Linked DNA regions of Gossypium hirsutum: all the other regions are linked to region 2. The links are chromatin contacts, called in public Hi-C maps. All regions are on one chromosome and are shown on one strand. The core of a region is the stretch at or near the end of the contact, and the rest is flanking DNA. Distances in the headings are between cores, read along the strand shown.

What was found. A called contact is a pair of places that touch in the nucleus more often than the background predicts.
Region 1: a contact with region 2 is called in a Hi-C map of leaf, with 1.9 times the contacts expected there. The contact joins the promoter of LOC107948131 here to the promoter of LOC107887210 in region 2. A contact is called at or near these places in 4 of 34 Hi-C or Micro-C datasets (anther, leaf and petal).
Region 3: a Hi-C map of leaf shows a contact between it and region 2, with 2.0 times the contacts expected there. The contact joins the promoter of LOC107949238 here to the promoter of LOC107887210 in region 2. A contact is called at or near these places in 5 of 34 Hi-C or Micro-C datasets (callus and leaf).
Region 4: a contact with region 2 is called in a Hi-C map of leaf, with 2.4 times the contacts expected there. The contact joins the promoter of LOC107931520 here to the promoter of LOC107887210 in region 2. A contact is called at or near these places in 9 of 34 Hi-C or Micro-C datasets (callus, leaf and seedling).

What each region holds. Positions count from the first base shown.
Region 1 is chrA04:63,591,915-63,598,062 of Gossypium_hirsutum_v2.1, reverse strand. LOC107948131 (probable 2-oxoglutarate-dependent dioxygenase SLC1) reads right to left here and starts at 2,193. Exons shown (of 3, transcript XM_016882598.2): 1 at 2,035-2,193; 2 at 1,074-1,944; 3 at 439-996. The coding sequence starts at 1,937. The coding sequence ends at 751.
Region 2 is chrA04:64,143,275-64,150,027 of Gossypium_hirsutum_v2.1, reverse strand. It overlaps LOC107887210, which reads right to left and starts at 4,559. Exons shown (of 10, transcript XM_041111059.1): 1 at 4,411-4,559; 2 at 4,159-4,294; 3 at 3,408-3,633; 4 at 3,184-3,307; 5 at 2,486-2,574; 6 at 2,328-2,370; 7 at 1,893-1,949; 8 at 1,711-1,807; 9 at 828-922; 10 at 1-738. The coding sequence starts at 4,201. The coding sequence ends at 643. It also overlaps the pseudogene LOC107887212.
Region 3 is chrA04:63,438,408-63,445,412 of Gossypium_hirsutum_v2.1, reverse strand. It overlaps LOC107949238 (RING-H2 finger protein ATL52), which reads left to right and starts at 3,866. Exons shown (of 1, transcript XM_016883980.2): 1 at 3,866-4,678. The coding sequence starts at 3,866. The coding sequence ends at 4,678.
Region 4 is chrA04:63,143,481-63,150,529 of Gossypium_hirsutum_v2.1, reverse strand. LOC107931520 (vacuolar protein-sorting-associated protein 37 homolog 1) reads left to right here and starts at 4,455. Exons shown (of 8, transcript XM_016863430.2): 1 at 4,455-4,760; 2 at 4,972-6,634. The coding sequence starts at 6,621.

The DNA of each region.
Region 1 (6,148 bases), core at 944-3,443, 550 kb after region 2:
AATTATTAAGATAGTATTATTTTATATTTATATATTGCATGTACAAATAATTATATTTATCCAATATAAAAATATATTGATATATTTATTTTTTTAAATGTGCATGATTGATCAAAATTAAAATCTCATGTATACGTTTGAAATGCAATCAAGGTTTCATGTGTATGATTACACCAAATTAAAGTTCATGTATCAAATTACATATTGAAACAAAGTTACATATAATTTTGAAATTTTTTGAAAGAAAGAATAATTAAAGTAATAAAAATCAGAAAAATATCATTTTAATCTTATAATTAACGAGGTTAAACTACAAATCCATTTACACAGTAATTTTTTCATCTTGACCATAATGCATAAACTTAGTAATAATAAACATTATTTAATTTATTTTCACTTATATCTCTGTTTTTGTAAATTTGGGTGAAAACAAGAGAATTAAACCAATTAAATCTTTCGATATTATCCATGCTTATGAATACATTTTATTATGTTTGATAGTACAACTCCCCATTTGTCTTTGGTCTTTATTTCTGGAACCTAGCATTTATAACGTAGAGTAAAGGCAGGCTAAGGTTTTTTTTTTTTCTCACATTATAGTAGACCTAAAGAAAAACAAAACAAAATATAAATTCAAATTCAAATTAAACAATATACATGCATTTCAACTAATACTGTCTACCTAATAATTAATTGGTAATATGCTATAACAAAAGTCAACACACATTGTTTTCTTTCCAATTTCTGGGCTCATGTCAATTTCCTAGACTCCAAGAAATTCTTTTTCTTGGGCTCACAAGATGAAATGTATTCAAGGAAAGTGGCAAAATCTGTATCTTTATAACGCCGTGGATTTACTTGGTCAATCAGTTTAGGTGATGGTCCAACCATGCAATTGAAAGGCAGACTGTGCAGTGAGGCCACCGATAGTCGTGGCTTTGCTGGGTTCACAAATACTCTGTGCAGCACACTTTTGTATCTTCCGTTGCTATATATCTGCAAATAACGCAAACCAAACTCAGTAATCATATAACATAAGCCACGTTGCTAAATGAGTTGAAATTAGAGGTCACCTCAAGGTGATCACCGACGTTAACCACGAAGGAATTGGGCATAGGTTCAACAGTGATCCATTTGCCTTTGTATTGGATTTGTAAACCCTCTACTTCATCCTGGAGAAGAAGGGTCAAGAAACCGTAATCCGAGTGTGGTGGCATTCCTAAGGTGAGGTCAGGTTCAGGGCAGGGAGGGAAACAGTTAACCACCATTAGCTGGCTTCCATCATGGAACTGCTTTAGTATTTCATCATCTTCTTCTGTCTTTTCCTCAGTGGTGGCACCCCACAGGCCCAGGCTCTCCAGGATGGCCTCCGTGATCCTTATAAACAACCACTTGGTTTCTCTTGCGTAGGTAGCCGCCACTTCCCTGAAGTCCATGGGACAGGATGGCCAATGAGGGAGAACATCCGACAATGGATGGCAGACAAGCTTTAAGAAATCTCTCCAACAGAACACTGAATCTTTTCTCTGGTTTAAGCTAGTCCCATATCGAACAGGCGAGGTCATGTCGGATGACATGTACTTTGCTCTTTCCTCGTACGGGAGACCGAAGAACCTGGTACTCACATCGATCATGCTTCTTATAGCTTCAATGGGGATACCGTGATTCACCACCTGAAAGAATCCATATTCTTCGCAAGCGGAGGAGAGGGAGTTGAGGACTTCGGACCGATTCGGGCCTTGTAATTCAGCAAAATCGATTACAGGCAGTTTAAGACTAGACTTAGTTGCATTTGGATGCTCTTTATCTACTTTGGGTCGATCCGAAACTGGCAATATGTACTTGTTGGGAAGTTTGCTAACTCCATTTTCGAAAAGATGCTTCACTCCTTTCTGGAACTCATCATCGTTAGTTAGTGCCATTGCAGAGGGACACATGAATTCCCTGTTCATAACAACAACCAAAAATAATTCACAATATAAGTTAATGTTTGCATATGAATATGAGAGAAATGAAGAAAGACCGAGTACCCACCTAATAAACAAAGGAAATGGAGCAAGTGGGAGGGAATAGGGATGTGAATGAACGAGGGGGGGGGTTTGGAGTTTGATGTATTTATAGGAGAGAATGGAGGGAAGGGAAGACTACAGAAGCAAGTTTTGGGGAAAAAACCGGATTCGGATTTATGGATCCCAGGAACTGACTGCTTCCATTATGTAAACCAAAACCGTTGACAAATAATGAGTCAAAATCATAAAGGAAAGTAAGGACTACAAAATTCTACGTAATAATTAATCAGTCAAATCATCTATTGCCTTCTCATTACTATTAACTTGGTAATTTGTTTGGTTTTACAACTTAAAGAAATTCTTTTATTTAATATAAATATCATTATCAAATTTTAAATAGTAAACTTAATTATATACTATAATCTATTTAATTAAATTCACATTTAGACAAATAATATAACTCTTTCTCATCTGTCTCATGCCTCTGACTTTTTGCATGCAGCTCATCGCAGTGGGGTCCCTTTCCTATCTTCGCTCACTACAAATGAATATGATTTCTCTTCATTTAGGAAATTTTTTATTTTGAGTTTGGGTTTATTCTTGGTCAAAGAACAAGTTATACCTTTAATTATTACCACACCACTAGTTTTCTCTGTTAAGAGCTCAATCTTATGTCTAACTTAAAGATACCTATGTGAAGAAATTAAATTAGAGATATGTTTTTTCAACCATTTACAGCATCACTTGTGATTTTAACCTTTCATTCCTAAGTTAGATCGAATTTCTAAATAATTTAATATTATTTTATCTACTTATAAAATTTAAACTCTAAACCTATAGATGGGTTTGGTATCCATATTCATATACGAAATCGTACAAGCCTGTGAAGCTAATAAATATTGTATCGGTGTAAATTGACTACTCTCCCTTTTAATGGTCCCCTAAGAAAAAGCCCATCAAGTTTTGGATTCGATCGACACAGCTACAATGCGTTTTGCTGGCTGTTGTTTTTGCACACAAGTTCGAAAACAATAAAACAAATGAATTTACGAATTATTTTCGAAAATTCCAAAACAAAACACGACGACACATAAGCTTACAAAAAAGGGAGAAAAAGGTTGTCGACATCAAAACATAGAGTTGACAAGTTGTGGTATCACTTATTTTAATTATTTTTCATAACATACAATATAAAAAACTTGTTTCGCATTGATTTAAACTAAATTATTTTACAGACATATAATATAAACTCTATGAATTACAAATACAGTTCATGCTCGTGACTATACGTAGGATCAACCGATCAACCAATAAGCAACTCATTTACACGTAAATTTCGTCAAAATAGCAATGGATTATTAATATATAATTAAGAAACCACTAGGGTTTATGGTTTACAAGTTTGATACAGTTATTTGATGGACGCTCATCTCCTTGTTACGCTATACATACTTTTGACCATTTTTTTTTGTGAAAATATTATTTTAAAATTTTGAATTGGAAATCAAGTTTTTAAATTTGTTGATGAAGGGGGAAGGGATTAAATAGAGCTTTTTCATATCTTGAAAAGATAAAAGTACAATTTTATCAAAGATTAATTTATAATTTAATTATTTCTAAAGAAATTAAATTGAATATTTTTAATTTCAAGGGCAAAGCCATTGCCAGCTCCTGGCTTCACCTTTGCGGTTAGTAAGGATGAAACCAGAAATATTATGAAGGGGGATAAAATTGAAGTTTGTAGATTATACAACGATCCAATTTTTATTTTTTATTTTTGAAAGATTGTGCTTCAAGTTCAATTTGGATGGACTCTGGTGACCATTTTCACAATTAAAAGAAATTAAATTTTGTTTTTATATTAGTATTTATATATTTCAAAATTAATTTAATTAAAAATATTTTTTATCATCCAATAGTAACTCAAGTTGGGTTGGTTCAAATAGATATTTCAATGTCACTTTAATCTAATTAAATTAGGCTTTATTTGATAAAAATGTTGAAAAATTTTAATTATTTTCTTATTCTATTTCATTTAAAATTATATTATCATTATTAAATAATTTAATTAAATTCAATATTTAATTTTTAATTCAATATTTAATTTTTAATGATATACTTAACAAATTTTATAAATTAAATTACGCAATTAATGGTCTTGCGACTTAACTAAAAAGTTGTTGACAACAATTATTTTTCAGTATTTATTTTTTAATATTTAATTTTTTAGTTTATCAAATATATAACTTGACTACGTGTATAAGAGAATATGGCATGTGAATGGAAAGCTTAATATCCAATTAATAGCAAATCTGTTGTAATTAGCATAAAATTAATTGATTTTGTACTAGAATTTTGATGTAGTCGTAAACCAACTAAAAATTTGACTAAAACAAGAGCACCTATCAATTAATAGTATAGCTACAGTGAGTAAATATATCGTTCCCACTAAGACTAAAAGTACTAGTAATTACCATCTTTCTATTATTTAATTGATAAATCCGAGTAGTTAATTAAAACTAAAATTAACTATGAACGCGAAAAAGAACAAGTTAGGAAAATAAACTATTAACAATCAAGAAGTGAAATAATACCCAAGAAAGAATTCACCTAGACTTCATCTGTCATTATCAATCCAAATTACTCAATTTCTTCACTTAGTATCTTGATCTGAAGAAATCCCTAAATTATGCTAATATCTCTCTTCAATAATAAGAGCAACTGACTCTATGTTGATTAATTCAAATTTCTTTCTAATTAAAACCCCTATTATCGCATTAACTCAATATGTGGATTCCCATATTAGATTTGACTCTAATTCAGTAGATTTATATCATCTTATTTCTAAGATTGCATGCAACTCCACTCAATTACACTAGATCTACTCATAAACAGGGTTTATTCCTCTTCTGATTTAAGCACATTAAATATGGATCAATAATCTAGAAATATCAAACCAAGAATTAATCACACATAATTAAGAACAAGATCCAAGTCTTTATTGCGTAAAATAAAAATCAAGCGACAGAATCTGTAACACCCTATACTTGGCCTGGTTGCCAAGACCGAATATAAAGATGCCACACCACTGTGTCACTACTTGTACATTACAATGTTCACTATGTTAAAGCTGACACATGCCATTCATAGCATTTGCACGGGGTTTTAAGACATACATGAAATAATAATCATTAAATCATGCTAGACATACATCAATGTATCTTACCTTGTTAAATATTCAAGCATTTGGACCACTTAGCAGAATTTCAAAGTTAAACACGTAGGTATCGATATTGTTCCTAGGGTATTGATATTTTCTTTAAGTGGTATTGATACCACCTGAAAAATTGATACCGAACTTGCATTCTATTTCTCGCACAAAAATCATACTATCGAAGATTATCGGTACCTGTCATAGTGTATTAATAAATTTACCCTAAGTATCGATACTCGTGCAAGGATATCGATACCAAATCTCTATCCTGACTTCCTTGCACATTTCAAAACATAAAGGTATCGTTTTTAAAACTCGATTATGGATACCTCTGGCATAAACCTAAAATAAACAGCATACAAAATTATTTAGTCCATTCCAATTTAGTTTCTAAACGTCATGCATCAATTACTTCGACAAATAATCATCAAAACGACTAAATTTAACAGTTCAAAATGTCAGAAATGCGTCCGAGCAGAAAACATCATGCCATCATCAATGTTCATAAACCTAAGCATATTTATAACTCATAAACAAAGGCAAAAACCAGTAAAATGTTAAGAACTAACATGGCTATAAACAGGTTTACCACATTGCCATATTCCTTAAAATGTAAATAAATAAGCAATGAACACCTACGAAATACTAACAAGTCTTTCTTGGATCACTCCCTTGGAAAAACCACACCACCCACATCGAAACGTCACTAATCTACATATGTTGAAAAGAGTGGATGAGCTTAAACAAGCTCAATGAATGATTAGAATAATCACTATGCAAACATGTTATCATGCTTCTACAACACAACCATATATATACACAAATACAACGTTCTTATGTCTAGTGTCATATAATACCTAATCATGCATAATCTATTAGTTTATTTGAATAGCATTTACACACTCATTCAAGCATATATCATATA
Region 2 (6,753 bases), core at 3,310-5,809:
GCACTTCCATCACCTAATTAATACATACTGTCATTGAATATGGAAATAGTAGTATAATAAGTCCCTAAAGGAGATGGGGAAAAAATAATTAAAATTCAATTTTAGAGATGGGGAAATAATTTGGAAATAGTTAGGATTTTAGAGAACGCTGAATAGACTTAAATCTAAATATCTAATTTAGTTCAGATACACTAAATCCTAAACCGTAAGCATAACACTAAATCTCTAAACCCAAACCTCAAATCTCATACCGTATGCCTAGTTCTAAATCTAAAACCTTTAAACCTTAACCCCAAACCAGAACAAACCTAAAACCCTAAACTCTAAACTATAAGAACTTCTCTGTCTACAAACTAAATTCCAAACCATAAGAAACTCTCTATCTACATTTAACACTTTTTTGTTTGAAATTTCGTATTAAGTAATATTTAGTATGAGTTATCAAACGCATTAAAATAATTAAACTATAAAAAATTTTCTTCTTCAATAGTAAAAATTTACTATGCATTATCAAACACATTCATTGACAACAAATAATGGACCTACTAAATGTAAATATAAAAATAATCATATCGTAGTAATATGAACTAAAAATTGGACATTTTTACAACATTTTGTAGCAAGTTTTAAATGAGTGATTGATTAGAAGGGAGATCCCATCGGAGCTGTGAGACCAAGATACCGCATAATTTTTAGCCGCCGAGGTCCTTCACCAGATTTCAATGGAAATCTAGCACCCTATAAAAACAATATTATCAAACCTTTTAATGATAGCTACGAGCAAATAGTTTAAGACAAGTTGGCCAAGAATTTGAGTGGCTACTCACATTAAGATGAATTCTTGGCTTGCCTTCCTTCTTATTACCTACTTGTCTGACTAAATTACTGCCAGTTTTGCTTGATAATGATGAAGCATGTTTACCTGTTCCAAATTAAGCTGGGTTTAGAAGAACGATGAACAGTTCTTTCTCTGGTGAAACCATGGAAATTAAAAGCATTAGAGGTCTTAAGTAGAACCTAAATTTATCAAAATAACATATATTTCTTTCTAGAAATTAAACAGATTTTGCAGGTGATAAGAAAACAGGAAAATGTAATTGATATTTGCTTGTCGATGAAAATAGGAACATATTAGGTTGAAGCATTGCATTAAGAATTGGGTACTGCAAACCCCACAAGCAGTTAGCATCCTAATCCTCTAACCATCAAAGTAATGAGGCCCAGATGCTCAAACCACAGATGCTATCAATTTTCAATCTACAATTGAAAAATAACACTATAGTAGACCTATAAGAATGCCTATGAACCAAATAAGAACGATGCTAAATATTAAGTTCGATTCACATTTTAAAGAATGCGGATTAAAACATAATAGTATGAAGGAATTGGATAACCCAAGTGTCTTAATGCAAGGCAACTAGACAAAAAACTTATAACTACACCAAGTGTCTCAATCAGATTTAAGAGTAATGAAGAGATTGATATTTTCTGTATATCATGGAGGATAGACTAGTGGCACGTAAGACCTGTCTGTATTCCAGTCTTTTGATCTACAATAAGTATAGGAGATAATAAGAATGAAGCAATGATGAATATCCCCAACTTTTAAATCGTGTATCTTCCTCAGCTCAATTTATTTGTCTTCTGTTTTTTCAAGTATGTTAGAAGGTTAAAAGTGTAACACAGAGATAAGTGCAATGCAACACAAACCAGATTTTTTGTCTTGCCGATCAGATTGAGGGAAAGGATCAGGGCTTCCAGGCAACTGCTTACATGATTTTATATGTTTCTTCCTCTGTACTATTGCCTGCAATTAGGCAAGAATACAGTTGCAGAAGTTGAAAAATGAAGCAATGAAAACAAATGGCACATTTCATGGAAATATTCAATACTTGTTTCAAAGCATCTTGAAAATTTTCCATTAAATTGCAGCTCCTTTCTTCAAAGCACTGGCAAAAAGGAAAAACACTTATTTTAAAATTAGATTTCACACAACCCGTAATTCATGTGCTGAAAAAAAATAAGTTAAAGATAACATCAAGTTCCCATATATGTATATCATAGAACCACTATTTCTTTTATCATATCTTGTTGTGACTTTCAAAATCACCATAAAATTTCCGTTCGCATTGCACAAACCAAGAAAGGAGGTATTCCCCTCCAAGCCTCCTAAATACTTCAAATGAATATCACAGGTGGAAAGAAAGAATATAAAAAAAGAAGAAACAAAAGCAGATTCTTTATTGCAAGTTCTAAGGAACGATAATATTTATTAAACTAAATCAATACTGATAATTTTGGCATGGCTAGACAAAGCCTATACTTACATCCTCAAGCATTGAAAGATCTCTTGCTGCATTAATCCAAGCACTGAAAAGAAATTAGCTAATATTTAAGATCATATAATGAAAAAATCCTGTAGAACAATAAAACTTTCACAGTTCTAGGATAGAGGCTACATTAGCTTACAATGGGGGTACTATACCTGTCATGTTTTCCATAAAACTTTACTAAAACATGTTCCTCGGTTTGTTGGATTGTTGAATCAACTAAAACGGACCTTTTTTCAATGATCTGTAATGTCAAGTAAGAGCTTTTAAGAGTACTTCTGAAGAGGGGAAAAATTGTTCCATGCAAAATACATATCTGAAGAGAACGAGAAGTTTCAAGTCAAAACTGAAATTATCTAATGGAGATGGGAAAAAGAAGTTTTCCCAGGCTAAGAAAGTTACAGGTATTAGTCAAAGACACTTAAATGATTAAACCTGCTGTTAGCTGCTGTACTTTAGTTATGCAAAGTTTCTATCTCCATTAGAAAAGATCAGTACAAAAGGGTTTCAGAAGTGAAAGGGTTAGAACTTCATTTTCCAAGTTGAAAGCCACTGATATCGGGTGAAAGAATTTCAATCCATTCTGCATAAAATTAGGTATAGGATGATCTTTGAAGAGAAGTGCCAACAGGCTTCCAACAATTCTTTTCCCTTTTTAATTACAGAACATGCACATCAACAACCAGAAAGCAAAAAATCAACAAAAATGAAGGGAAAAAGTGCAAATCCTACAATCAATATATATAATATATAACTGCAGCTATGGATTCTGTCACGCACATGACTGTATATACAAAACAAAAAGATCATCTACGTCATATTTTGAAACAACATAAAAATAACAGTATCTTACTTGAGCAGGCCACCACACTTGGCAAGCTGTTTTGGCCCATACCGCATTTCCTGGAGTTATGCAAACACCAGTGCTTCCTCTAACTTGTAACTTCTTCACATCACTCTTTTGTTCCACTACGTTCCTACTTCAACAAGAAAAAAGGGATAAAGAAAGTTCTCAAGTAAATAAAGAATATAACATGAAAGCAACCATAAGAAAACTGCCCATAGCATTATACATACTGGACCACTCTACCACTGCATGGATCACTAGCTGTATCTGGAGCAATTGGTTCAGCTTCTAACGCCGGAAATTCATAGAAATTTAACACAAATCTTGATCTTTTATCACACGAGCCACTGAAAGCAATTGAGTCATCCACTATATTTCCATCCTGTTTATCATCGAAATTAGTTAAGGTTACACTGGAAGCTTCATCTCTATCATAGGAGCACTCTTGTAAGGAACCTGTGAAACAGTTACCAAGATTAAAGGTTACAGTTCTCCAAAATGCTTTTGTGCATTGCTAACTATAACAGTCTCTCTATCTTGGAAGCAGAACTTCAAAGAAAGTGATAACAGACTGAATGAATAATCATACAATACACTTAAAAGAACTTCAGAACCTAACAAATTCTGCTCTTATCAAGTTGTTATACAGAATTATCCGTATAAATTAAGATCATTATGCAAACAGAACAAGTGGCAAATACATAATTATTCATAATGGATGCACTAAAATTTACGACGTTCAATATTTCTCCTCAAATAATATCCAAGATATACATTTAGGGTCATTTACACCGTAACAATTACCCAATTCACAAGAAAATTTCATTCTTTGAGGAACAATCCTTCCTCTATAATCAAGAGTAACATAAAATTTGTGACTCCAGCAACATTTAAACATACCCAATTACACCAAAAAGAAACGAAAGGTGATAGAATATGCGCAAGAGAGAGAGAGAGAGAGAGAGAGAGAAACTGAAATACCAGAAGCGGATGGGGAAGCAGGGGAAGAAAAAGAGGAAGGCATAGGTTCAGCTTTCCTGGACTGCTTACTGAAGTTTGGAGCATTTTCAATTTGATTCAATCCCTTTACCTTTTGCTTCTTCTTCCCGGGTGATTTCTTCTTTGCCATTGATGTAGACAGTTAGGCGATTGAGGGGGGAAAAAGGGTTTCCAAGAGGAACCCTAGAATTAGAAAATAAAAGAAGGGGGGAGAGTCTTAAGTCAGGTGCTTACCAGTTACAACGTGAGAAATTGGGCTGAAATGGTCCACGTTTCGTGTCTTTTATTTTACTTAGCTTTTTCCAACTCTGTTGCTGTATTCAATACTCTGCTGTCAACCAAAATAACAGTTTTTTTTTCTGGATTCAACTTAATTTGATTCATTCAGGATTATTTAACAACAGGACTTTGCATTTATTTAGTTATAGTTTAGCGCTGCAAATAAGAATTATTACAATGCCTGAATTGGTAGAGTTATAAAGGACAGAATGTAACATTGTAAGCACTTGCCCCACTGCATTTGTATATTGGAGGATCGTTGTCTCCCGGATATGTATGTGCCAACTGACAAAGTTCCTTAAATCTTTTTGAGAAGTCATTAGGCTGGCAAGCCTGCCCTGTAAGCTTCCGGTGCAACAATATTTGGGATCTTTCAACGCATCACATGGACTATTGCATCCCACATAGGCTCGATTTTTGTTTATAGCCACCAAGGATGGAGGGCACACATCTCCCATATCCTTGATGCAGTCGACAACGGGGCACACTTCGGACCCTCCAACCAACGTGCCACCAATCGGTTGAATTCGGACTGGCACATTGAACCCATGGTTCAGGCTCACTTCGTAACAGACCACATTCTGGTTAATGTTGAAATTCAGGAGTGTCTCTGGTGGTTTTGGTGGTGGAGATTGGCAATCGACCGAGCCAGACCCGCAGTCTCCGGTCTCGCAAGTAAAATTAACTTGGGAAGCATCGTACGAGCATTTCGTCCGTAACCAGAGGCTACCGGTCCAAGGATCTGGCATGGAGAATATTTCCAATGTGCCTGGCCCCCTCTCGGGATCACCATCGCCAACGGAAGGACTGGCTGATAGCCACACTGAGAACGAGCATTCATTGTCAAAGTTGAAGGTTAAATCAGACTGCACAAATTTACCTGTAAATTTAGATCAGCAATTAAGATGTCAGTCTCTCTACTTCAAAAATCCATGCAATTCAAGTAGACAAATCTTAATGTTTATCAATTGAGTTAAGCCTAATTTGCCATTGATACTAACAAAAAAAATATGATAATAGCAACCTGAAATAACTAATACGAGGACAAGACTGAAAATTGCTTTACTGCCCATTGAAGCTTGAACCTTAAGTTTTAGATGGATATATACAATTTACATGCTTTAGAATGGGGATTATATACAAAACAGCTATTTATTCTTGGTAAAAACAAATAAAGCATAATTTTAAGGTATCAAATTAAAAATTCATAATTTTATTAGTGGATTTTATATTAAAAGGATACCTTAAGTGTAAGAGGTAAGTTAACCAATTGAAAAGAAAATTCATAACTTTATTAGTGGATTTTATATTAAAAGGATACCATAAATAGAAGAAGAAGACGAAGAAGAAGAAGCATATCTTTTACATTAATTATGATTTCCCCACCTGTTTAAGTTCATCTTATTTTGTATCCAACCAAATTTATCTCTTTTTTTTTTCTTTTTTTTTTCTTTTTTCTTTTGAGAAAACCTAAATTACTGTGGTCCTTAATTACCAAAGAAATTACTGTGGTCCTTTGACCCCAAAAAAACAGGGTAAAAATACACTTGCATAGACAATAATTATTTAGCCATACCTGTTCCATAATATTATATAATGGAATAGTTGAACAAAAAAAATTTACTATATAATGGAATGTTGTGAGAAATATTATTTTCCAAGTTATAATTCTAGAATTATATTAACAATTAGAATATATTAAAATTTACCGTTACCTTATAAAACATATACAATAAATTTAAATCGAATTTATATGATAAGATATAAATTTTATTGAAGGTGATTATTTACCATGGAATGTTTCACTCCCTCAATGGAATGTATTGTTCTTGTGGGGGGTTTGTCTTCTAAACTCCAAAGAGACCCAAAGGGTTCACGGAATTTAGAGAGCACATCAGTTGATGTAGATATAACCTGCAATCTCACAAGATAGAGTTATTTAAGCCTTAGCTGATGATTCGATCCCCTATAGGTGTATCATGCATAATTAATATTTCACATAATGCTAATACTTACCCTATAAACTTGCAAATCGTATTTATATCAATCGAGACGCTCATTAAACTCTATAAATCTCTTTAGACTCTTTTCAAAATACAAGAGACAAATCACCTCACCAAAACATTACTTTAAAATAAGAGACTTCATTGCAAATACTCATAAATAATAATATTGTAGAGAACTAATCAGAATTAATATGGAAATAAATCTCCTTACATATTTGAAGTTTTTAGGCAACTTCAAAGGTAAAAATATAGGGTAAATTATATCTTTATTGATTCTAATTTACATAGAAGT
Region 3 (7,005 bases), core at 2,617-5,116, 700 kb after region 2:
AGGAGTCCCCTATTGGCATGCCAATCATACCCTAACTATTTATATAAGTTACCAAAACCTTGTTCTATGGTTTTCATAATATCATAAAACTCATGTAATAAATCAAATTACAACTCTATATCAGTATTCATGGCCTAAACCACAATAATAAAAATCAATAATTTAAATCATGGCATTATACTACTACATAAGATTTCAAAACTTTCATTTTCATCTCCATAAATAGACATCTTACAAGGTTCTTTCTTAAAGTCAATTTCATGCAAATAATCAAGATTCTAACATCGTTCGACATAGTCGAATTTTACTTGTTCGAAACCACATTTTTCAAACATACAAATATAAATTTACAATATTATAATTAGGGGTGAGCATTCGATCGAATCGAATCGAATGAAAAAATTTTGAGTTAATCGAGTTGACGAATCATATTTTATCATCCTAATTTGGTTTGAAACTTTCTCAAATCGAGTCGAGTGAGATGGAATTCGAATCGAATATATTTGTTCGATTTAAATTTTAAAAAATAATTTTGGGTCCTTGTTACAATTGTCACCCATCGTAATAAAATTTGTCCACCGTAATCAAATTTTTTATTACCTTTCATCACCTCATAATTTATTTATTAATCTTTTATATACGGGTTAACTTCTTTGTTTGCTTAGTTGTTTCAATTATCTTCATATTCTTGTCACTATATATTTTTTAATTAAAAATATATTAAATATAAAAATGTATTTTTTTAATAAAAGTTATTTTAAAGATAAAATGTGAAATTGATACCAATATAAAATTTTAAAACGAATATTTTATGGCATCATTAATAATTTAATTTTAATATAAATATTCAATATGACTAAGCCATTCAATAATATAAATAATATAAAATGTGAAATTTAATTTAATAATATAAATAGTAGATATAAATAAAATTATTACTATTTATGTTTAAGGATATTTTTTGGATAATTTTAATTTTTTATTTGGGAGTAAAGAGTGAGAAGTAAAAGTTTAGGGGGAAAATAAAAAGTTTTGAAGAGTAAAAGTTTGAGGGAAAGTAAATAAGGGAGTAAAATTTTGGAGGAAAAATATTTAAAAAAATAGGGGGGATGGGTTTGGGGTAGATGGGGGTGGGATGAGAAAGAAGTAAAAGTTTAGGGGGGAAAGTGGGAGGGAGTAAAAATTTAGGGGAAAATAAAAAGTTTTAAGGATTTTGGGGAGTAAAATTTTGAGGAAAAGTAAATGAGAGAGTAAAATTTTGGTGGGAAATGGATTTTGGGTAGATGGGGGGTTGGGATGGAGGGGAGTAAAAGTTTTGGGGGAAAAGTGAGAAGGAGTAAAAGTTTTAAGGGAAAAATAAAAAAGTTTGGGAGTTTGGGGTAAAAATGTAAAATATTATAGTTTGATATTCGAATTATTCGAATTATTCGAGTTATTTGAATTCGAAAACTCAACTCGGTTCGAACTCGAAATTCAAAAAAAATTTGAGTTGACTCGAATAACTCGATTAACTCGAATAATTCGATTCGTTTAACTCAAAATTTGAATTTTTTTCGATTTTTTTGAGTCGAATCGAATTTTACTCAATCGTAATTATAATCAATATAATTTCAATAAAGTTAATTAAACATAAGATAATTATTTACAAAAGATTTACAAAAATCTTACGATTGCTCTAATATTTTAAGCTTGTATCGACACTTGTTGACTTTAAGCAGGACTTAGTACATTGACATGTTTTTAACCATAGTGGTCTCATCTAATCTTTACATAATAATGAAATGGTTTATACACGTCCACCTATACTTCTATGGCACCCCAAAATTCTTATATCATACTTTTAATTAACATAACACTTTATGACTACATAATTACAAATCCTAATTTCATGAAATTTCAAACTAAGATTAGAACTATTAAACACTTAATTATAACATTAGTTTCATGATTCCTAAGCTTACTAACTTAGGATGAGTATGAGTATTCATATATTTATCTCGTTGGATGCTCTACAACTCTAAATCAAGTCTTCATAAGCTTTATTCTACCATAAATAGAGCTTGAATATCCACTAATCATTGTCTACTCATTTTTCATAAATAAAAAATATAACCAATGACTAATATAAATTCATTCTAAGCTTTCTCATGACAAACCATAGCAAAAATCAAACCAATATGGGTGTAGGAAACCATTTTTTTTTACCTTATTAGAACTTTCTCTCTCTAGCCATGAATTATCTCACTAAAAACCAAGAAATTATAGGTTGCCATGGCTGGACATGATGAAGAAAATGAGCTTAGGAAATTGATTTCATGAATATTTTAATTTTATCTCAAGATGGGAGGTAAAGATTTTAAAAGAAAATAAAAAAAATGGGAAGAAAATGGAGAGGAAGAAGATGAGGGCAGCCATGGTTGCTTCTGTTGGTTGAGAAAGAAGAGAACTCTGTTGATAGGGGTATTTTCCAATTTAAAAAGAACCCCGAAAGGGCCCAAGGCCTTGACCCAATTTTTACAAACCTAACTTTGTGAAATTATGGCCGGATTCATCAATAAAAGGTTCTAATGATTCAAAATAATTTTGGATATCAAATATAATATTGAAATATTATTGTCATAATTAAGTTTTAAGAATTGATCAAACTATCCTTTGTGGCAAAATTATTTTTTTATCTCTTTTTGTCAAATTTAGATTTCTTCTTAAAATTTGATAGTTAGAACAAATCAAGTTCATAATTCATCAAAAATATTTATAATAATTCTATGAGTAATAAAAATTGTACTTTAGCTCTTTTTTCGATAAAATAGAAAAATTACAATTCAATCCCTATAATATTTAAAATTTTTAAATTAGTCTCAAAAGTGATTTTCATTCCACCGAATCATAGTCCAATTTATTCATGATAACTCATCCATAATAATTCATATTTTTCCACTTTTGGGTAATGTTGCACAATGGTCCTCATACTTTTCAAAATTTACCTTATTTAGTTCTTTTTATCACATTTTTATTTTTTAAATTCTTTTTATATATTCTCAACTCCAATATCAAATTTCTTTTACAAAATTTCTAATTTGAGTCATTCAATATTTTTTTTGATATTCGAACCCAAAATCCTACAATGTGTCATATCAAAATTTACATGACATTAGATATGTTATCTTAGAATAATTATTTTTATCATGTATTCTTAAAAGATAATTTACTCTGCATCAATCGTTTAAAATTTGTTGTCTATACTTTTATTACTACTTAAACTAAAAAGAAAATATATTCAACTTTCTATCTTGATCCATTAAATATGTTAAATTTATTTGAGAAAATTGAGAATACTTTTTTTCATATATTTTAAATTTGAATTTCCAAAATGTTATTTTATTTTTACGAAGCAAAAAATTATTTTGTGATATGTTATTTATTTGATATTTAAAAACTAAATAAATTATTCATGAATTCAAATGTTAAAATGTTTAGGAAAATATTTATTACTCAGTTTTCTGGTGTCATTATCTAACGTAGGCCATATTATCTTAATTATTATATCTTAAATAGGGTGGTAGAATAAAATAATATGTGAATTGTGATATCATCATATCCTCAAACGTAATCATACTCTACCAGACAAGTGACACTTGGCCAATTACATACCATACACGTGGGCCACTATCAAAGAATGCCACTTGTAATCTCTCAAGTCTTCAGCCTCTCTTGAGAGAAGACCAAAGTGTTTCAGCTGTTTTAAAAAACACTACAATTTGTCCATTTTCTTCAGCTGCACCAACTGCAAACTCTCGTAAACCCATCTTTTTAAAGTTACCACCACAAGTTGTAAAGTTGAAAGAAGACCTGTAGATGGTAAATTATGGATCCTGCAAATGGTGCTCAAGATTCAGGGTCCTTTCTGACTCCTTTGTTGATTTCCTTGGCCGGCATAGTTGCCACTTGTCTAGCACTAATTGTATACCATTTTTTACTTGTCAAATACTGCCTGAGATCGGGAGATAAACCGGATGATGCTACAAATCCCTCCATACCAACTGGGCTTCAACAAAAAATCCTGGGAACAATTCCAATCCTGCCTTTCTCCAGGGATAAAGATGAAGAATTGGGCACTCATCAAATTGAATGCGCTGTTTGCTTGGGAGAACTAAAGGAAGGGGAGACTATACGCTTGTTGCCAAACTGCAGGCATTTGTTTCATGTCCCATGCATTGACAATTGGTTTTTGGCACGTTCTACCTGTCCTATTTGTCGAACATTTGTAGAGTATTCTAGTTTAGAATCGCCTTCGGCCAACCATATTGGAGGAGAAAGGGTTCCGGATTTGGCTCGAAACATCGGACAAGGTGGCGATCAGGCCGCATCAACGTCCGGGGTTCAGTTAAATACTTTGTTAAGACATTGTGTGCCCCTGGTGTTCCCTAGAGTAAGTAAAACACATGTGATTACAGGGTTGAAGGGATCCTTGTCAATGGATCAGTTCCACATATACATTAACTTAATAGATGACAGTGGAGATGCTTCTTCTTCAACATCAAAGATGATTTTGTGGAAGAGCAATTCTTGTAAGGCCCCATCTATGAGACAGTTGGATCGAATGTCTTCATTGTTGAGATCTTTCTCACAATTGCGAGTAGGTAGGAGTAGAACCAGTTATGGAATTCTTCCTTACTAACATGATGTTTGGAAACAAAAATTTTGTTGATGCTTTCGGTTGCTTCCATCATATACTAGATTAATTTGAAATTTTACTTCATCCAGGTTTATAATCCTAAATCATGTTTATACTCTGTTTGTTAACTTTCCAAGCCATATGTTCGGAAATAATAATAAAAAATTCTAATATGTTGCCACATGCATTCTGGCCAAAATTCTAAACTAGTTTCTACAATTTGAAACACTCTAATTAAGATCATATCCATCAACTTCTTTCACTAACACAACGCTAGCCTGCATTAATTTTGGATTTAATGTAACATACTTAAAATATGTTAGATCTACTTTATACATATATGTTCACCACATTGACAGCTTAGACAAAAAGTTAAAAAAAAGAAACCATGTCTTTAAAATTTAGGATTATTTTTTTAAACGCATCATATTCAAGTTGCTCATTGTAAGTATAAATGCATTTAAAATTTGATTCACATATTTTGATTATGTTTTAAATCATATATGTGAAGAAATTTAACATCTTAACTAACAATTAGGCTGACGCTAAGACTTGCTTGAAGCAATGGTTAAAGCTATTGTTTAGCACTTAGACTAAACATGTTCAAATTTTGTCATTTTTCCTCCCCTTCCCCTTCTAATGATAAAAAAAAAACACTAATAGTTAGGTTGACAAAAAACCTAATTGATATTGTACTAATAATTTGGAAACCCAATGCAATGGTAAGGTACATTGTATACCCAAATAGAGAATGCAAGTTTAAACCTTGATGAAAAAATTGTTAAGAGCGACAACCATGAACCTTGAATATAGACCGTAAAACGAACATGGAAGATACCAAATAAAAATAAAATGAAAACCCAATTTAAAATTTTTGAAATTATTATACAATTTAAAGGGATACGCCATTTTTAGCCCTTGAACATGACTATTTTTCCCAAGTTGATGCCTAATGTTCTTTTTTTTTTTTGGGTCTAGGTTGGTACATGAACTCGTATTCCATCAAACACATTACCCATTTTTTGTTATGGTGTAAGATTGTGAAAACATGACACTTTGAAATTGTGCTACATTATCACTTAAAAACTAAATTAAAAATATTTAAAATCTAAAAAATTATAGAAACTATAACACCCTGTACCCAACACGATTGTCGGGTTCAAGCTACAAGATGCCACATTCGTTGTCAGAGCAACTGCGATAAAAAATATATTCAATTTATACCATTATAAATTTAAATACGAGTAATACATGCATATAATACATTATACAATCATTTTTTGGTGTTACACGAGCTTACGAAATCTCTATTACTAACCCGAGGTCAAATTATGACCAAATTGTAAAATTTCAAAATCTAGGGTTGACATCATGACTTCGAGGATTCTTCAACATATTGACTAGGTCTTGTTATGGCAACAAAGGTTCAACGTTGCGATGTGACTGTTTGTTTGCAAATGGTTCAAAATGGCACCAACCTACACTTACCTAAACAACAATTCACATTTCTATTTACCTTTCTAGCCAAAAGCACATGTTGCAAAAGTTCAATTATATATAATACTACTTTATTCACAAATGTACCAATACCATGCAATCATTTCATCAATGCCATACAACCTATAAGCTAATTTCATAGTACAACCATTCAAAACATTTGACATATATATATACATATTCAAATAGATCATAAACATATCAACTAATTTATGCATTTCAAACCTTGTGACATACCCAAATTCATAATCCAACCTTGTGACCATTTCCATAATACCAGTTCTAACTTCACAAATAAACATAAGCACATATTGTGTCAAAACCGACTCAACTTAGGCACATACCATGTATTTAACAAAATAGAACTATACAAACATTGTTGAGTCAAGGATCTCTGGCTGGATGTTGTCGTGACGCTTATTATCTCATTCATTCTTGATCGACCCTAGGGCTCGTTTTTAACTCATTTCGTATGATCTCTCACATGCTGTCGAATATTGCATTTCATTTGTATGCAATTATTCCGAGTCAATCACGTTTCATTTTACTTTACCATATAGCCAAACCATGTTCATATAACCCTATTAACCAGACACGAACATAGAATCGATAAATGGATCTGTCACCCCAGCTTATCCAAAAACGATGACTCTATATGTACAATCTACCACATTAGGTTGCCCGAAAATGTTGGCTTCCAATCAATATCCAGACCCTATGGCATGCCAACTATATCCAAACTAGCTCGAACAACTAAAAGGGTAACCAATTTTCTAATTTCGTTAAATATTTTGATTCATGATTAGTCATTTTCAATTCATTAATATTTCATC
Region 4 (7,049 bases), core at 3,206-5,705, 1.0 Mb after region 2:
TCAGTTTCAAGTAGCTGAATCTCTTTTGGAGTTTTAGATATGTCTTGGGTCTCTTTTAGAGCACCTGCCTCCATTATATAACCATCTAGAAGAATTATTTTTTTATGAGAATTTTCATATTTGGAACTTGTAATGAGTTTCCTTATTAAACTTCTAGTTCAAATTACTCACCCCCTAACTCATTACAAGTTATTAATTCTTTCCCTCTAATGTCAGAAAAACTACCGAATCAAAATAGTAATCACAAATCATGTCATAATTGAATCTCCAAACATTTAAAACATATAATAATACCAGGAGACTCGTAATTAATATATATTCCTAACTTTCTTTGAGTATTCACTCATCTTTTGTTGTGGTGGAGCAATTGGAATATATACGCACATACAAAAATTCAAAGATGAGAAATATTTAGTTCTTGACCAAAAATCAATTGTAATGGAGAGTATTTGATGTGTACAACACGTAAATCAATATAATCTCATGTCGAAATAGGAAGTTTAGTTTTCATAAGTAATGGATTAGATATTAATTAGAGGTGTTCAATCAATAATTTCTCTAAACCATTATGCGCATAAATAACAAACTTTTATAAAAAAATTTCAAACTCAATAAATAAAAGACTGAGATATAAACTCATTAGTTTTAACAAGATGAATTGTCTTGTAATTTTAGAAACGACAGGTTGCAAATTGATAACACATATGTGATTATTTTGTAGATGCATCTACCAAAATCATATAATGTCAAAATCATCCACATGGTGGATGAATGAGCCTATATTCATTTCAAAAATGTAAGACATTAAATCTCAACTTTAGGTAGTGAATTTTTAATAATTAATTTTCATTGAGAACAAGTAACAAATATGAATTCTTTAAATTAAATAATATTCTGATTCTTTAATGAATGTCCATATGAATTCTCAATTAACTTTCGCATTATATGTGATCCAGGATGGTCTAATTGGTCACGGCAAGTAGTAAATGCATTTGTATCAGTAAATTTTTGGTTTACTTGCATTTCAACTACGCTAATAATGTCAATATAAATGGTGATAAATTGATAATTTTATTGTCATTCATTTTACTTTGTATCCACATATAAGTATTATTGTGATATTTACTACTGTAGATTTTAAATCAATGCGAAGTTTATAATGTCACTAAGTTAACAAAATAAATATAATTTCCAAACAATTATATGCAATATTAATTTTAGGGAATATGCCAAAATATTTTTTCCTATATTGAGTCTTGATGATTTTATCAAGAAGTAAGCAAATTAAACTCCAGTAATAGACTTTAAATCCAATCAAAATCTATTAATAACAAACTTTGAGAGTGGATATTATTTTCTAGGTGTACAATAGATACATAATCAATGACTTTTCATACATAAGTTTTCTTTCTTGCAAGTTCTCATCAATAATATTTTTCCATGTAATTTCAATTGAGAACTTATTCTGAATACTGTAGAGTTATACTCACAGTTTTTTTAAAAAAAATTGTAACTTCAGGTGCATCCAACCATAATGAGCTTTAGATAGAATTGTCATATTCTATTGCCCATAAGTAGATCTTTCACAGTCAAATATTTTGCTTTCAATCCCTTAATGGGGATGATAACAAAAGAAGATCGCAAAAATAGTTACAGTTTGTCGAAACCATTTTTTAATTTTGAAAAACGGAGGTCGACTTTAAAACGAAAATGGAGTCACCACCAATCCTTTTTGTTTAGGTGTGATCGGGTCACCTTGTGACCAATCCTCAGCTCCTTTTTGCTTAATCCGGGCCACGACTTATTACTCACTTATCCTCGCGATGCTTGTTAGCTCCTCTAAAAAATTCAGGACGTGACTACTCTCGAATAATCTTTATTGACTTGAATCCTCAGGTAAAGTCTTGTTTTCCTCCACGAACTATTAGCCTTATTCGGCTGTGTTTACTTAGACTATATTCAGACAACCGTATTATAATCCACTTTATCAAGAAATTCGTTTTCTCATGACAAACTGTTCTATTTAGCAATCAAATATGAATCAAACACCTCATTTCTATGATGATGTAATACAATGCAGTCATAAACAAAACAAAACATGTTCGCATAGGAGGAAAAAACAATATAGGACACCTACTTGGGTAACCGCTAGGGTTTGGAGTGGCTCTACCTAGGGTTGGGCTCTTAAGGCTCGCTATATGCAGTTTGGTTCTAAAGTAGAGGTACCCAAACAAGCAGATTCCTCGATCCTCACCCATTATAGGCTCATGTGGACCAAGTTCAGTTCAAGGGAATACATTTCCCTATGGCTGCACGGAGGTGAAAACCTCACGAAGACATAGGTATGGACGTATCCCGAAAGCGATCCACTATCCTGCACGGAGGTGAAAACCTCACGAAGGAAATAGTTTCTCACTCTCACTTAAAAGGTGTGACCATAACAGTCATGCAACATCATGCAGGAATATCCTATATGTCTCTAATCGCAACAAACATATAACATAACACTAACAAATGCAACAAAAGAAGCAGGATTTTTTTTAAATTAAATTTTTTATTTTTTGAAAAAAGGACAAAAAATAATAAATTTTACGGTTTGACTCTCTTATTCATCCCCAGTGGAGTTGCCAAGCTGTCGAAACTATTTTTTTATTTTGAAAAACGAATGTCGACTTTAAAATGAAAATGGAGTCGCCACCAGTCCTTTTTGTTTAGGTGTGATCAGGTCACTTTGTGATCAATCATTTTAATAAAGCATTTCGGTTTATTAAAACAATTAACGTCCTAATGTTGAAAATTTGAAAAAGATTTTAAAATACAATTCCTTTAAAACGTTTGGATAACTAGAATTAGATATTGAGATTCTCTCGCTTAGAAGGAATAAAATATCATATCCAGCACGATAGGACACAATATTTCAAACCCTCGATACAAGATCATCTTATAATTTCCAAAACTCATGCATTTGAAATTTCAAAAGGATATTTGGCTATCTGGTCAAACGATAAGTCGAAACCCAGCACGATTGGGCATGATTTCTCGAATTTTCAAACACAAAATATTGCCTCATTTTAAGAAAACATGGATGAAATTTCAAAAGGATATTCAGTTATTCGGTTGAACAAAAAATCGAAACCCAGCAAGGTATGGCACGATTTCTCGAACTCCCAAACACGAAATATTGCCTTATTTTGAAAAACTTTCAAATAATCAATTTAAAAACTGGCTCCAAATGGTTAAGAATAGGAATGAGCCGACCAATACCAATTAAAACGTTGGAATTTGAGTCCTGATGCTATGATATAAAAAAACAAAGTTACAAACATGGAATACAGATTAAATATTATAAAATTAAATAACCGTAATATGAAATTTGAAAGGAACGAGTTTGGGTGCATACGATGGCGACATATCATACATCATACAAATGCCGACATTAATATTCGAAGGCTAATGAATTAAAAGTAAATTTTAATGAAATATCAAGCTTAAATAACATGCAACAAGCCTTAAAATAAATAAACAAATGAATGATATACAAGAAATGAAATTTGGAATCATCAATATGCAAACAAACAATTATATATAAAAATCTTGAAGTAAGTAATATATATGAAAGTTTGAAATAGATAAAAAATAAACATAAATAATATATGAAATAGTAACATATAAACAAAATCTCAAAATAAATAATAAAAAAATAGTAAGTGATATATGCAACAATATATGTTAATCTAAATAAATGATATACATGAAATAAAAAAAATTCAGTGTAAATAAAGTATATATATAAATACTAATATATGAAAGTTTTTAAAATAAATGAAATATATAATTTATGATAGGGTCCTTTAAAGAAAGAAATTATATATATAAATAGATTTAAAGGAAGATATATATACATATATATATACACGTAAATACATTTAAAAGAAAATATTTACATAAAATAATATGAAATCAATAATATATATTTTGAATAAAAAATAATTATGTAAATGTATGTATAATAGCATTAAATTAAATGTCATGTAAATCTTTAAAACATAGAAGAATATAAAGGAAGATTTAAAAAAATAGTAAAATAAAACAATTGAAAAAAAAACGAAAATGAATGTATAAAATGACAAACTAGAACAGTGCAAAATCAAGAAGACAATTCAAGATGATATGTTAAAACAATCTCTAAAGGATGAATAATAAATAAATTTTAAAAATAAAAGGAGTAAAAAACACAAGCTGATGATAAAAAAAACAAAAAAAAACCAATTGAAATAAAAATAAAATTAAAAGGACAATTTACAAATAAACAAAAGTAATAAAACAGAATTAAGGATTTTAACATAACGCATACAAACAAAAAGGAATTAAAAGCACAATTAACCCAGATTCTTGAACGCAGCGCTTCAACGTTGACCAAACTGTAACGGTGCATAAATCCCAGGGAAGATTTGAAAAAACGAAAGTCATACAAAAATGGCCTAATCAAATGAGGACACAAAAACGAGGAACCAGTTGTGAAATTTACCCATTTAGGGTGAAAATGCACAAATTCACCCATTTAGAGCGCCGTTTGATTTGTTTCTTTTTTAACCAAAAAAAAAATCATTAAAACTCATTTACTGCTTAAAAACAAAGGATATTCCATCTTTGAACCACCCCTTGTTCTTCGACAGATCAAAGAGAAGCAGCTCAACCGCCATTTTGAGCCAAGCTTCGATTTTAGAGAGGGCTTCTCCGGGCCACGTCGGTGGGTTCAGGTAAGATCTTTCTCCTTTTCCTTTTTTATATTTTCGTATGTATGGAAAGAAATAAAAAAACGAAAAGAATGAAATTTTATGTATCTTTTGTATTTCGTCTCCCCTTTTACAATGATTTTGTTTCGGCCTTTATAGCTGAAAAGGAAAAAAAACAAAACAACTTACTCCTATTTCGTTGCACTTTCTGGTACTGCTTCCTATTTTTTCGTAGGTATGGAGGCGCGAGCGTAACACCTACATGGAGCGAACGTGGAGGCGCGAAATGCGGGTGTGGTGTGAGGGTGGAGGCGGCGCCGGCCAAAGGGAGTGCCTAAGTGCTAGGGTTTGCTGTTTCTGGAAAAAAACTTTGGGCCATAGTATTGGGCTTAAGGTTTTGGGTTAGTTTGGGGTTTGTATTGGGTTTGTTATTTAGTGACTTGGGTCGGGTAATTTTGGCTCATTACAAAGTTAATTCAATTTAATAACAAGAGTAATCAATAACTCAATCCTCCATTGATTCATATAAAATATAATATTTTTCTTATTCACAATTTCAATATGATATCCATAATAGTGAATATATTTGAAAACTAATGGATTAATCATCACAAATTTTGTACTTTTTCAATATTGATATATTAGCTTTTCTAAAGCTTTCAACTAATTTTGTATTATCAAATATTGTAATAATATTTGTTTGTTTCAGTACTGAATAAGATAAATATTTTCTATCTGTAATGATAGAATTCATTACTACATTCTCATATATTTCTTCGAAGAATATTAACAGAAACAAAATATTTGAGCATACAATAAAAATTATATTCACTTTTAATATTAATATAAAACTTAAAAGATAAGTATTTTAAAAAAAAATTAATTGTATTATGTATATAAGCATTCTAAAAAAATTTTTAATTTCCTTTCAAAAATTTTATTTTTATTTAATAAATTATTCTCATTAAATTCACATTCGCATAAAACATAAATTAATTTAAAATTTCAAAAGAACTTCTATAAGTAAAAGAATCATGGAATTTATTTAACTACAAAAAATAATATAAGAGTTAAATTAAACAATAAGGAACTTTTTTAATATATTAGTCAAATTATACATTAATGAAATCAGAAGATGATGATCCGATCCCATTAAAGCTTAAAAGAAAGTTTCTTTTTCTGAATTTTCCAATTTTTTTTTAAAAGATGTAATAGGTTATTGTAATTTTTATAAATTTAAAATTTAATCATTTTAAGTTTTTTTATTTTATTTTTTTATATTTTTGAATTTACATCTAGTTATTAATACTGTTATTTTTTTTGTTAGTATAAAAAATATAGTGTTAACAATTCGACCTGAATTTTAAAATTTTAAAATTAAATAGATTAAATTTTTAAAATTAAGAACTCATATGATGACCTAATGATTAAAGGTGCTATTGTCTCAATGTGACTTGAGTTCAAACCGTACTAATCGTGTTCGTTGTTCTGTTATTAATTTTCAAAAAAAAAGTTTTCTAAATATAAATTTTAAATTTATAACATATTTTAAGATTAATTGTTTTTCAACAAGTTTCTTCTACTCAGATGCTTCATCGTCGGTGTCCAAAACCAATAATAACCCACCAAATGTACCTAAAACTTTTTTTTTTTTTAAGAACTAAAAAAACTTTTGTCTCGTTGATTTTAGACCTCCTTAAATATAATCTCTTAGACTCAGTTTCTTTTTAATTAAAAATCCGAAATAATATTTTCTTACTCTGTAAGGAACAAATAATCTTTTCTTCGTCTACGACTCTAACGCTGTTTTTCATTTTTTTTTTGGTTTCTATTTATTGGGTTGATTGATTATCCAACGATCAACAAGCCACCCGCTTGCGAGCTATGTTCAGGTTCTGGTATGTTTTCTTTGTTACCTCTTTAATCTCTCTTGATTTATTTGGATTATTGGATTCTATTATTTCGTTTTTTTTCCGATTCAGCCTTATTTTGAGGGGGGGGGGTTTCTTATATAAATTGCCTGCGAATTTGACTAATTTCACTTGGATTTGTGACTTCGATCGAACTTTCTTCAGAATTTCTTTTTATTAATATAATTGTGGGTTTGCTGGATTTTGGGAAATTTGTTTCCTATTAATTCTTTTTTCTTTGGAATTTTAATGTGTATTGTATTTTTAGAATCACCGTTTCCTTCCTTTTGGGCGTATTAAGAGGCTGTTCGATCATCAAAGAAACTAAAATTTGTGCTAAAGGAAAGCTGGGTTATTATATTTTTTTTAAAGTGATAAACATGTTTCAGAAACTGCAGCTAAA